Regions from separate parts of the Mus musculus genome. Here all the other regions are linked to region 4. The links are chromatin contacts, called in public ChIA-PET, HiChIP or PLAC-seq and promoter capture Hi-C maps. All regions are on one chromosome and are shown on one strand. Each heading gives the region's core, a stretch centred on a gene start, on an enhancer-like site or on the middle of the called end of the contact. The rest is flanking DNA. Distances are from core to core; before and after follow the strand shown. Region 1 overlaps Myo18a (myosin XVIIIA). Region 2 holds the start of Proca1 (protein interacting with cyclin A1). Region 3 overlaps Supt6 (SPT6, histone chaperone and transcription elongation factor). Region 4 holds the start of Flot2 (flotillin 2).

The links. ChIA-PET counts read pairs in DNA pulled down with a chosen protein or histone mark. HiChIP or PLAC-seq counts read pairs in DNA pulled down with a chosen protein or histone mark. Capture Hi-C pulls out chosen DNA fragments and counts their contacts.
Region 1: an HNF4G HiChIP or PLAC-seq map of pancreatic cancer cells shows a contact between it and region 4. The contact joins the enhancer-like site here to the promoter of Flot2 in region 4. A contact is called at or near these places in 2 of 484 Hi-C or Micro-C datasets (B cells and embryonic stem cells), 3 of 115 datasets of contacts at active chromatin or transcription factors (effector CD8 T cells, extraembryonic endoderm stem cells and pancreatic cancer cells) and 3 of 9 other capture datasets (adipose tissue, liver and pancreatic islet).
Region 2: a promoter capture Hi-C map of adipose tissue shows a contact between it and region 4. The contact joins the promoter of Proca1 here to the promoter of Flot2 in region 4. A contact is called at or near these places in 27 of 39 promoter capture datasets (the 3T3-L1 cell line, the C10 cell line, the HPC-7 cell line and 18 more), 1 of 15 datasets of contacts at CTCF or cohesin (large pre-B cells), 10 of 484 Hi-C or Micro-C datasets (CD8 T cells, bone marrow-derived macrophages, double positive thymocytes and 6 more), 27 of 115 datasets of contacts at active chromatin or transcription factors (the 230-238 cell line, the HPC-7 cell line, bone marrow-derived macrophages and 19 more) and 3 of 9 other capture datasets (adipose tissue, liver and pancreatic islet).
Region 3: an RNA polymerase II ChIA-PET map of effector CD8 T cells shows a contact between it and region 4, with 6 read pairs. The contact joins the enhancer-like site here to the promoter of Flot2 in region 4. A contact is called at or near these places in 5 of 39 promoter capture datasets (cranial neural crest, embryonic stem cells, liver and 2 more), 5 of 484 Hi-C or Micro-C datasets (bone marrow-derived macrophages, common lymphoid progenitors and embryonic stem cells), 5 of 115 datasets of contacts at active chromatin or transcription factors (effector CD8 T cells, embryonic basal ganglia, embryonic stem cells and 2 more) and 4 of 9 other capture datasets (adipose tissue, embryonic stem cells, liver and 1 more).

What each region holds. Positions count from the first base shown.
Region 1 is chr11:77,792,120-77,795,149 of GRCm38.p6, forward strand. All of the region lies in intron 1 of Myo18a (myosin XVIIIA), which reads left to right. Among named protein-coding and RNA genes, the nearest start is that of Gm10277, 5.0 kb to the left of the region's middle. Within about 2 kb of position 1,327, at least 277 of the 459 cell types and tissues checked have an H3K27ac peak or open chromatin away from gene starts, as enhancers often do. A contact at or near this core is called in B cells, adipose tissue, effector CD8 T cells and 2 more, where this site is marked.
Region 2 is chr11:78,193,288-78,195,987 of GRCm38.p6, forward strand. It overlaps Proca1 (protein interacting with cyclin A1), which reads left to right and starts at 1,415. Exons shown (of 4, transcript NM_001368876.1): 1 at 1,415-1,667. The coding sequence starts at 1,586.
Region 3 is chr11:78,214,512-78,217,364 of GRCm38.p6, forward strand. Supt6 (SPT6, histone chaperone and transcription elongation factor) reads right to left here. Exons shown (of 37, transcript NM_009297.2): 28 at 1,694-1,834. Among named protein-coding and RNA genes, the nearest start is that of Proca1, 21 kb to the left of the region's middle. Within about 2 kb of position 1,385, at least 63 of the 459 cell types and tissues checked have an H3K27ac peak or open chromatin away from gene starts, as enhancers often do. A contact at or near this core is called in effector CD8 T cells, where this site is marked.
Region 4 is chr11:78,036,491-78,039,283 of GRCm38.p6, forward strand. It overlaps Flot2 (flotillin 2), which reads left to right and starts at 1,441. Exons shown (of 11, transcript NM_001040403.2): 1 at 1,441-1,622. The coding sequence starts at 1,574. It overlaps Dhrs13 (dehydrogenase/reductase (SDR family) member 13), which reads left to right. Exons shown (of 5, transcript NM_183286.2): 5 at 372-1,374. The coding sequence ends at 820.

The DNA.
Region 1 (3,030 bases), core at 77-2,576, 240 kb before region 4:
GCCCAGTGGGTTTGGCGGGCTCTGCACGTGGGGGTGGGGGCGGAGACCAGGTAGGCAAAGCAGAAACCTCTTCCTGCTTCTGTGGGGACTGGGCTGGCTTTGTTGTTACTTCAAAGGGTTCTAGAAACAGGCCCAGGAAGGTCCTCAAGAAGTGAGCACACAGATCTTCAAATACAGGATCTGTGTGCCCCCCTACCCCCCGCCTCTGTTTAGGGGAACCTGAGAGTGCCTGAAGGAGCCTCTCTGCCTTTAAGAATGAGGATGCCAGCTTTCACACCCTGGAAGACCTTCCTTGGGCTTTATTAAATCAGTGTGGCCAGCCCTTAAGCTGGTTTTCCTTTATTCTTCTGTGGAAATAGAGAAAAGCGGTCGTTTATATGAAAAGAACACAGTGCTTCATTGTGCTTGTTCTCGAATGTCAGCCAGACAGGATGGGATGTGAATATAGTGAATGCGGTGTAATTAGTAGACTCAGACCCAAGTCTCCCTGAGATTTGAGGCAGAGCCTGGTGAAACCGTCAAGACAGGTCCTGGGCTTTGGGCCTTGTGGAAAATTGGAAAGGCAGAGGCAGTTTGGAAATCCCCAGAGCCAGAGGAAATCCCCAGGGACTGAGAATCCCCAAAGAGAAACGGTACCCCCGGAGCCACCAATCAGGTAGTCTTTCTATGTATCCAGGATCTGACGGTTTAGTTTTTGGGGGTAGACACCTGTTCTTGTAGAGCAGAAAAAAATGGTGCGCTCGTACACAGGGTTCTGAGCAAACCTTTGGATGTGTAAAACTGCAGTCTGGTGGAATGGAGGGCCGGAGTGGCCGATCCTTGAGTCTTTGGGACAGAGATCTGTGACTGCCCTCCCTATGCCCACTGACTCCACTTACTGCTTGTCTGAGGCCGCTCGCCACTATAAAACTCAAGACGTGGCTTAAATCTTTGAACTATAAACTCAGGTATTCATTCATTCACTTTTCCATCAGTAAACACTTAGTAAACATCTACGTGTTGGTGCTATTTCAGGTACAAAGGATAAGTTAGTAATGAAAAAAAATATAGGCGCCCAGCGCATTTTTGCACCTCCATTGCCATCTCTCTCCTGGGTAAAGTGAGAGGCCATCTTGCTGCTGCAGCCCCCCTGAAGCCTCAGCTCCCCAGGACGCTTTCTGGGGGCGGGTCCACCAGAGGTGAAATCTGCAGCCTTGGCTGTGCCAGCAGGTCCATGAGAAGGGGAAGGCTGCCCTCTGCCGGAAAATCTGGGGACACTGCAGGGCGGAGTGGCTCTTGAGTTCCTAGCGCATGCGCTGAACCTGGCTCCACCCATGCGCTGGCGGCTAGGCGGAACAGGAAGTGCAGTGATAGTCAGGTCTGAGGCCGATTTGGCCACTACGGCTGCCCGTGTGTGGACTTTTCGGACAGTACAGGTTTCCACTTACCAGCCCTCACCCTCTTGAGGTCATCTCTCGGCTTCTTTAAGGAGTTTGGCTGCTTCCCTTTCAGTATCTCTTGATCACTTAGTGTCATTAAAATATGGAGACACCCCTGCTAAAGCGTTTTCTGTAAATGCTGTGTTTAAAGCTGCTGTTGAGGAACCTCAGCCGTCCTCTGATGGGGTGCACCTGTCACGATTGGTGGCTGGCGCTCCCCTACCCAGGAAGCAGAAGTTCTGTGGTCTCTCCCAAGTCCTTAGGGCTGAGTGCTTGAAACAGGGCTCCCTAAACTTCCCTAAACAACAAGTTCCATTTGTTTTATTAGGTACTGTAAATTAGTAATACAAACATGTCGTTGGTACTCATTTATGAAAAGAGTGTCAGTAGATTCTTTTTGTAACTATTTTTATTTTATGTGCATTGGTATTTTACTTGCATGTATGTCTGTGTGAGGGCACCAGATCCCATGGAACTGGAGTTAAAGATGGTTGTGAACTACCATGTGGATGCTGAGAATTGAACCTGGGTCCTCTGGAGGAGCAGTCAGCGTTCCTAACTGCTGAGCCGTGTTGCAACCCTATAGACTCTTTCACATTTACTTACTGTTATTTGTATGTGTGTGTTAAGCATGAACATGCTACAGCACACATGAATGAGAGTTTGTGGATTCGCTTCTCTCCGTCTTGTGGATTCTGGGATCAAACTCAGATTGTCCAACGTGGTGGCAAGTACCTTTACCCACTGAGCCATCTCAGCCTGATGGACTGAGCACACACACACACACACACACAAATGCTATTTATTTGTTTAAAGACAGGGACTCACTGTGTATCTCTGCCTGGTCTGGAACTCACTCTGTAGACCAGACCGGCCTGGAACCTGCCTCTGCCTCCTGAGTGCAGGAACTAAAGTCGTGGGCCAACATGCCCAACTAAACGTGTGTGTGTGTGTGTGTGTGTGTGTGTGTGTGTGTGTGTGTGTGTGGTGTATGCACATATATATGTATATACATATATATTTATTTACAAGATCTTCAGGAGGAACGAGGGACAGCTGGAGCAGGGGAACATGCTCTCCTTAAAGTTTTAAGGAGAACCTCAGTTTTAGTGTTTCCACCCTATGTATTTTCTGATAAACCTACTATGTGTAATAACAGCACTTGTGGGCTGGTGAGATGGCTCAGTGGGTAAGAGCACCCGACTGCTCTTCCGAAGGTCCAGAGTTCAAATCCCAGCAACCACATGGTGGCTCACAGCCATCCATAATGAGATCTGACTCCCTCTTCTGGAGTGTCTGAAGACAGCTACAGTGTACTTACATATAATCAATAAATAAATCTTTAAAAAAAAAATAACAGCACTTGTGTGTCTGAGTAAGGTCACTGTGAGTTGGAGGCCAGCCTGGAGTACTATTATAGTGAGACCCTGTCCCCCAGATAAATAGACGAAAAACAAATAAAGCCCCTCTCTTTTTATGGATGAATAAAAAATAAATAAATAAACCCCCCTCTCTTTCATGGCCTGGCTCCAAACTGCACCCTGTGTGGCTGACCCCTCACCAAGAGAAGTTCTCACCCTCTGAGCCTTCCCAGAGCTTCCTTGTGCCCGTG
Region 2 (2,700 bases), core at 165-2,664, 160 kb after region 4:
AGTCCCAAGTCCTGTAACCAACACATATGACATCATTAACAACAGGGTCTTACCATTCAGTTTTGGAATGTTGCTGACAGCAGTGGTAAATAGCCCTATTGTTCTAGAGGCTTCCCTGACCAGCAACTCTAAGGAAGTAATCCACCCTTACTACTAGGGGGTTATATTTATTTATTTTTGAAACAGGGTTTCATGGTCAGCCCCAGGTGACCTGAAACTCAGAGATCTGCCTGCCTCTGCCTCCCAACAAAGGCACACAGGCCCATGCCACCACATCCGGCTTTCTCCCCTACCCCCCCCCCTCTTTTTTTTTTTTGAGTCCTGATCTTGGCTCTCCTGGAGCTCACGATGAAAATCAAGCTGGCCTCGAACTCAGAGATCTACCTGCAAGTGTGTGGATTAAAGGCAAACATCACCATGGCCAGCCTATCCTCTGCTTTTTGAGGTACACCTATTCTGGCTTTGGAAGCTGATTGGAGGTAAACTGAGAGATGTGACGTGAGGGATATCTGTGAAGCAGCTCTCATTCATTCACATCGTCTTGTACAGAGTTGGTTAACCCAGTGTGCATGTGAGAAGTCACCTCAATACTCAGTTCTCCCAGGGGCCTGCCCGAATGTGTAGTCCCATGAGGTGCATGTATAGGACAGTTGCACATATACTTTTTTGTTTTGTTTTGTTTTTGTTTTTCGAGACTGGGTTTCTCTGTGTAGCCCTGGCTGTCCTGGAACTCTCTCTGTAGACCAGGCTGGCCTCGAACTCAGAAATCAGCCTGCCTCTGCCTCCCGAGTTGCTGGGATTAAAGGCGTGCGCCACCACCACCCCGCACACATGTACTTCTTATGTTAGATCTGTGTAGACTTTTGGCGTCATCGTGTGTGATATACGAGTGAAGTGTGGACGCTGTGTTTGAGCAACGTGAAGGTTTCCTACTGGGATGGAGTTACCACGAATGTAAGTCACCTTACTTTCTCAACAGGAAAATAGGGCACTGTGGGGCCTAGGGATTGGGAGGAAATCTGAAGGGTAGATCTGAGGGGGATGGGTCTGGCGATCCGGGGTTAGGGGGCTTTAGGGTGTACTATACACAGTGGAGGAGGGACTTGTCACCAAGGAGACGCAAAGCCAGGATACCTGCAAGGACATACGTTCATGAAGATTGGTCCCTGGCTAACCTCCAGAAGGCGTGGCGGTCCTGGTGCTAGAGCTTGAATTTGGAAGGGGCGGGGCCAGCAACTGTTGTGGGCGGGGCTCTGGGCTAGAGTTTTCTAGAAGCAGGGACCAGCAAGGTGCTAAGTATGGGACTGAGTGCTGGGTCTGTAAGGTAAAGGTAAAAGCCCGTACTGGCGTTAAGGGTGTGACGAAGGGACTGGAAGGAGCTGGAGATCCCGGATGAAGAACCCGACTGACGCTTAGACCCGGGCTGGAAGACCTGAGGGGGGGAGGCGGGCGGGGGGTTGGGCAAGCATGAGGCGGAGCTAGGGGCTGGACTGGAGCTTACAGCTGGGCCGAGGGCTCGACCAAGCTGAGGTTCAACGTTGAACTCTGCGAGGTAGGGTCCTGTGGAAGAACTGGGCTGACAGCGATGTGGGTCAGGACGACAATAACGGTTAAAAGATGGACTGAGGAAAGGTCTGGCCGCAAAATTGAGAGAACCGAGAGAACTGGTAAGGGGCGGGGCAGAAGGATGGGGGCGTGGCTGGGCGTGGCTCTGGAAGTTTGCTTGACTTGGCTTCCTCCCGACCCAGGCTCAGCTCTTGAGCATTAGGCTGCAACCTCTGGCCTGGGCTACCGCCCCAAAGGCGCTAGGGTTCGGTAGAACCCTTGGCCCAATGCTCATCTGGGCTCCAGGGCTGGGCGGCCAGTTCCATTGACCTTGAGGGTGGGAAAGCGTCTGAGTATTCCACAAGTGACATCATAATCACCTCCAAGTGCCTAGCTAGGAGACATTTCCCAGAACAGGGCTCACTGGCCTCTCTTGCACTCTCCTCTCTCTCTCTCTCTCTCTCTCTCTCTCTCTCTCGCTCTCGCTCTCTCGCTCTCTCGCTCGCTCTCTTTCTCTCTCTCTCTCTCTCTCTCGCTCTCTCGCTCTCTCGCTCTCTCGCTCTCTCGCTCGCTCTCTCGCGCTCTCTCGCTCTCGCTCTCTCTTCCTTTTTCTTTCTTTCTTCCCTCCACACACCTTTTGTTTTGTTTTGTTTTGTTTTTTCGTTTTTTTTCGGGACATGGTTTCTCTGTATAGTCTTGGCTGTCCTGGAACTCACTCTGTAGACCAGGCTGGCCTTGAACTCAGAAATCCCCCCTGCCTCTGCCTCCCAAGTGCTGGGACTAAAGGCATGCGCCACCACTGACCGGCTTTTTTTTTTTTTTTTTTGTCCCTCCACACACATTCTTTTGGCTGCTCTAGTGCCTGTCCTCTGGGCCTCAAAGGAAGGGAGGGGTTTTGCAGGATAAGGAGGATCCTCTACAAATAAATGTGCATTTTGAGTTAGGTCCCTGCTACCTGTCCCAACGAAGAGACCACATGCTTTTCTCTTCCTTTCAAGCTATTACCATCTTCATTCTGCCACAGGAGCTCTGGACCGACTGCCTTGATCACCGCTCCCCTCTGTCCTCTTTGGACAAAGAGGCAGACTATCTCTCCAAATCCCACTTCTCGTTGATCCTTCCTGTTTTCCCTCCCAAACAGCTGATGTTGTCAAC
Region 3 (2,853 bases), core at 135-2,634, 180 kb after region 4:
TGTACTGAGTTTGCGGCCAGGCTGATCTTACCCCTGAAAACAGAGTATTTTATTCCCATGAATTTGGTACTTATAACCAGAGATCTGAAACACCCCCCCACCCCCACAGGGTTTCTCTATATAGCCCTGGCTGTCCTGGAGTTCACTTTGTAGACCAGGCTGGCCTCGAACTCAGAAATCCGCCTGCCTCTGCCTCCTGAGTGCTGGGATTAAAGGAGTGCACCACCACTGCCCGGCTTTTTAATATTATTTATGTATGTGAGTACCCTGTCACTCTCTTCAAACACACCAGAAGAGAGCATCAGATCCCATTACAGATGGTTGTGAGCCACCATGTGGTTGCTGGGAAATGAACTCAGGACCTCTGGAATAGCAGTCAGTGCTCTTAACTGTGGAGCCATTTCTCCAGCCCCTGAATTTTTTTTTTAAAGATTTATTTATTTATGCACATTATGCATAAGAATGCTTTGTCTGAGTATATATCAGCATACCAGAAGAAGGCATAGAATTTCATGGAACAACAATTATAGACAGTTGTAAGCTGCCATGTGAGTGCTGGGAATTGAACTCAAGACCTTTGGAAGAATAGCCAATGTTCTTTTTTTTTTTTTAATTATTATTTATTTTCATATACAAAAAGATAAACCTTGAGATACTTCTAGACTTTTCCTCCTATTCTGATGGGGCTGTGGCTGCTCCTTCACACAGGGGGAAAAACTACATTCAATAGCCAATGTTCTTAACCACAGAGGCATCTCTTCAGTGCCTGGAGATCTGAATTTGATCCTTGGACCCTACATTAAAAGCCAGACAAGTATCATCAAAACTAAGGTAGAACTGGATCTAGTAGTGCATGCTTTTAATCCCAGCATGTAGGAGGCAGAGGCCGGTAGATCTCTATATAGTCTACACAGCAAGTTATGGCTGAGGCTACAGAATAGTAGTGCTCCTTCCTCACCGCCAAGAAAATCCAAGAGAATCAATTCGGGTATAAAGTTACTCTCTGACACCTAAGTACATTCACTGAGTGTCTAGCTAGAGCTAGAACTCTGGCAAAGTTACTGTCAAGTCTCTCTCTCTCACACACACATACATACACACACACATACATACATACACACACACACACACACGGCTTGGGGGTAGAACATGGACACACACTCACTGAGTGTCTGTCACTGAGCCTGGCACATGGCAGCCTCAGGAGGAGACGACAGGACAGAAGGGAGTTAGGAGATTTACTGCCAACTTCTCACTCGGAGGGAGGTTCCTTCTGTGTGGCCCTGCACCGCTGTGAAGCTCAGAGGTAGTCTATCTATGGACAGAGCTGTGCCACATAGCCTTTGAAATCTCCTGAGCAACACTGCCCAACACAGAGAACAGGCAGAGCTTTCTTGTTTGTGATGTTGGGTCTCACTTCCTGCCATGTGCTGAGAGCACAGCTCCCCACACAGGAAGGAACCCTCTTTCAAAGGGCTGGCAACCAGCAGAAACTGCTTTACAACAGTAGACAAAAGCCACTACTCATTCAGATGCTCTCCCCAGCTTCTTCCAGTTATTATAAATCCTTTCTACTCTCCCCACCAGCAGTCACTGGGAACAGAGCCTAACTTCTGGTGGGGGCAGCTCAAAGCTAGGGAGCCCAACAGGGCAACCGGAGAGCGCACGACTCCTGAGCCCGGTCACCATGTACCTTCACTCGCTCCTCTGGCCTCTTCACCACCTTGTCACTGAGGAATTTGGTAGGGATGAAGCCGGTGACGCCATTGTCTAGCCGTGTTTTCACACCAATGGCCTGACCAGGGCATGATCCACTGTCAAAATGGTTCCAGACCTGAAGAATAGAGAAAAGGACTATTAAAAATTCGGAAGCTCCGGCTGGTGAGATGGCTCAGCAAGTAAGAGCACTGACTGCTCTTCCAAAGGTCCCGAGTTTAAATCCCAGCAACCACATAGTGGCTCACAGCCATCTGTAATGAGATCTGGTGCCCTCTTCTGGTGTGCTTGAAGACAGTGTATTTACATATAACAAATAAGAAAAAAAAATTCAGGAGCTTGTTTGTACAGAAGAGAGCAGCTGGGGGGTGGGGGGCTGGAGAGATGGCTCAGTGGTTAAGGGTATTTATTGCCTTTACAGAGGGTCCGGATCCAATCACCAGAATGCAGTTACATAGCAGTTACAACCAACCCTAACTCCAGTTACAAGAAGTCTGACTTCTGAGGGCATCAAGTACACACATTACATAGTACACAGACAAAATAGTCAAACCTAAAGTAAAGTAAATAGATCAGAGAGAGAGAGAGAGAGAGAAGAGAGAGAGAGAGAGATGGAGGAAGGAGGCAGGCCAGGAAAGGATGCACACAGTAGGAGAGAACCCACAAGGTATCCTCTAACCTCCACACACATAAAATAAGTAAGAAAATTAAAAACCCCAAAAGAAAAGTGTATCCAATCAGCTACCCACCAAGGTAGAGTGTGAATATCCAGAGTACCTGATTTGCTGCTTGGCACTACAGGCCATTAGATGAAGCTTTCACAGGTAACTGACCTGCTTTCTAACCCCACTGTGATCCCTTTTGCTCTGTTCTACTTTAGTGAGAGTAACAAGTATCTATGCAGGAATTTGCTACAATGGACCTAATAAGTGAAAAACCAGAAAATGCTGGGTGGCTTTAGAAAAGAACATGATAATTGGGTGAGATGGTGCAGCCTTTAATCTCACTCAGCACTAAGGAGGCAGAGGAAGACAGATCTCTTAAAAGTTCAAGGCTATGGGGGACCTTTGGAATAGCATTGAAAATGTAAACGAGGAAAATACCTAATTAAAAAAAAAAAAAAAAAAAAAAGAATAA
Region 4 (2,793 bases), core at 191-2,690:
CGTGAGACTCTTTCTCAGAAAGAAAGGAAAGGACCAGGGATGTAGCTCAGTTGATAGAGTACTAGACAGCAGGTACACAGCCCTGGGTTCAAGTCACTAGCACCAAAAGCGGGGACAATAGCGATTAAACAGCAAAGAACATAGAACACACATAAGCACAGCCTAGGAGATGGGACTATACAGGCCGTTAGGCTGGTAGGAAGGCTTTCTGTAGGAAATGGGTTAAATCACCTTGTGGGGCCCCTGAATACCTGGTAGACACTTTCCCTGGAAGCAGATTCTACCGTCTGATCCTAGCTGGTTTTTTTCCCTGCCTGATGCCTGGGCCCCCATTGCCTTCCTCCACAAATCCTCTTTCTTCCTGCCCACAGGACCTGTGAACTCGGAGCTCTTCCTGCGTCATCTTCCTGGATGGCTGCGTCCTATTTTGCGCCCACTGGCTTGGCTGGTGCTCCGGGCACCTCAAGGGGGTGCCCAGACACCCCTGTACTGCGCTCTGCAGGAGGGCATTGAGCCCCTCAGCGGGAGATATTTTGCCAACTGCCACGTGGAGGAGGTCTCCCCAGCTGCTAGAGATGACCAGGCTGCTCAAAGGCTATGGAAAGCTACCAAGAAGTTGGCAGGGCTTGCACCTGGAGACGATGATGATGACCCTGATGAAGAGCCGGAACCTGAGGATCCCAGGGCCCCATCTTCTCAGAGCGCCCCCAGCCCTGAGAAAACCACAGTTTCTGGACCTTCTCATAGCTATCAGGGCTCGCAAGACTTATCCAAATTGACACAGCGAAGAATTCAGGTGAAGGATGAACCTACACCCTAACTTTCCTAACCCCCGGGATAGAATGCTTTTGTAGCCCAGTGGGATCCCTCAAAAATCTCAGTTGTGTGCCTGGGCACTGAAGGGTTGCCACATTTACCTCGGAACCTCTTGTCATGTCCTGAACAGCCCTTTTCCTTGTGAAAGGAAATGAATACTACTTCCTAAGAGACACTGTAACCCCAGATTCAGGGATGATATATGAGATACTGTGTTGCTCTGGAATTTGATTTTCAGATTTCTGAGCCCTTCCCTGAGTAGTGATCTGCCCAGGGAAAGGGCCGGAGACTTTGTGGTTGATGCACTGCAGATGTTAAACATTAATTACTGACTGAATTCAGCCCTTGGCAACTTTCTAGCTAGGTAGTGAATTTACCCCCATTTTTATGGAGGCGGAATTGGGAAAGGACTAAGTCAGGGCAGGAACTGGGGTTTTGAGCCCGGGAGTCTGCCCTAGGGCCGGTGCCCGAGGTGACGCAGTAGTAACTGTGATACAACTGAGGTGCCCCAAAGGTGCTACAGGGCCAAACCCCCTGGAATAAAGCGAGCTGACTGTGGATGCTCTGGCTCCCGCCTCTTTCCACATGCCGGCCCCGCCCTCCGCCGCTACACTTCCGGCGGGGCCGCGGCCGCAGAGGGGCGCAGGCGGGCGGGGCTGGGGGAGGCGGGATAGGCTGGGCGCGGCCGGCGCTGCGGACCCGCCACAGCCCTCCCGGTCGCTGCGGACCCAAGGCCTGCTGGCCTGCCAACGGCGCCATGGGCAACTGCCACACGGTGGGCCCCAACGAGGCGCTGGTGGTCTCAGGTGAGGAGAAGGCGAGGGGTGGGAAAGGGCCGGCGTGGGGTGCGGGTCCCTCGGACGCACCTGAGCCAGCCCTCCGGAGAGCGGTCCTCCCTCCCACAGCACGGCCTCAGGCGCTGACCCTTCCTCTGCTCCATGGTGGGTTTAGGGGTTTCTAAGGTTTGTGGGTTCCAGTGCTGGGACTCGCAGCTCTGGAAGGCAGGTGCCTGTCCGGGAGGGGCCTGAGGCACGGGTCCCTCTTTTCCGGGTGAGGCAGACCCGTTAATTCCGAGCAGGCTAGGGCTTGCCAGGAATTACTGCCATCACCCGCCCTGCAAACGCGGGTGCGGCCTCTACAGTTGGGTAACCCGGCTGTGGCCTGTACCGCTCTAGATTACAAAATGCAGCAAGCTCTAGATTTGACCAGATGGGGCTTTGGGGGGACGGTAGCGTAGGAAGCCTTATAGCTGATATTTCTTTTAGGTGGTGTATTTGGAATGTCATAGGAGGTAGCTCAAGGCACCAAGGACCCTGTTGCATGCAAGCTCGCAACTGTAACCTCTTCCCAGCATCAGCACTGATTTTCAGCCTGTGTGCAGAATTCACAAGGCTGGCTGCCAAAAGGGGAGGTAGAAGCCCCGAGCCAAGGCTTATAGATGCCATTCTTGGGGAGATATAATAAATCCACTGGGCCCCAAACATAGCTCTCAGCGTTGTTGTTTGGATTTCAAAATCAATCCCTTTCCTGAGACATCCTCACAGTCTGTAACCAGGACCCTACTAAAGCGAGAGACATATGATCTTGTTGAAGACCAGGAGTCTTGGCTGGAGTCAGAAGGAAAAGCACAGAGGCTAACTTTTGGCATCCTAAAGCCCAGTCTTGTCTCCCTCCTCATCCATACCTAAAGATGGCTTTTGGAGCCACATAATGGTTTGAGTAGGCTTGAATTTCCAGTTTGTTTTGTTGGGGGGTGGGGAGGCTTAGTGTTTTTGTTTGTTTGTTTGTTTGTTTGTTTGAGGTTTATCTTTTTAGGTTAAATTTTTTTTAAGTTGTATGTGTGCGTGTGTCAGTGCCTTGTCTGCCTATCTGTCTGGACATGCACAGGTGAGTACAGGTACCTGAAAAGGCCTCACAGGTGTTGAAATATCTTGGAGCTGGAGTTACAGATGGTTGTGAGCCATTTGACGTGGGCAC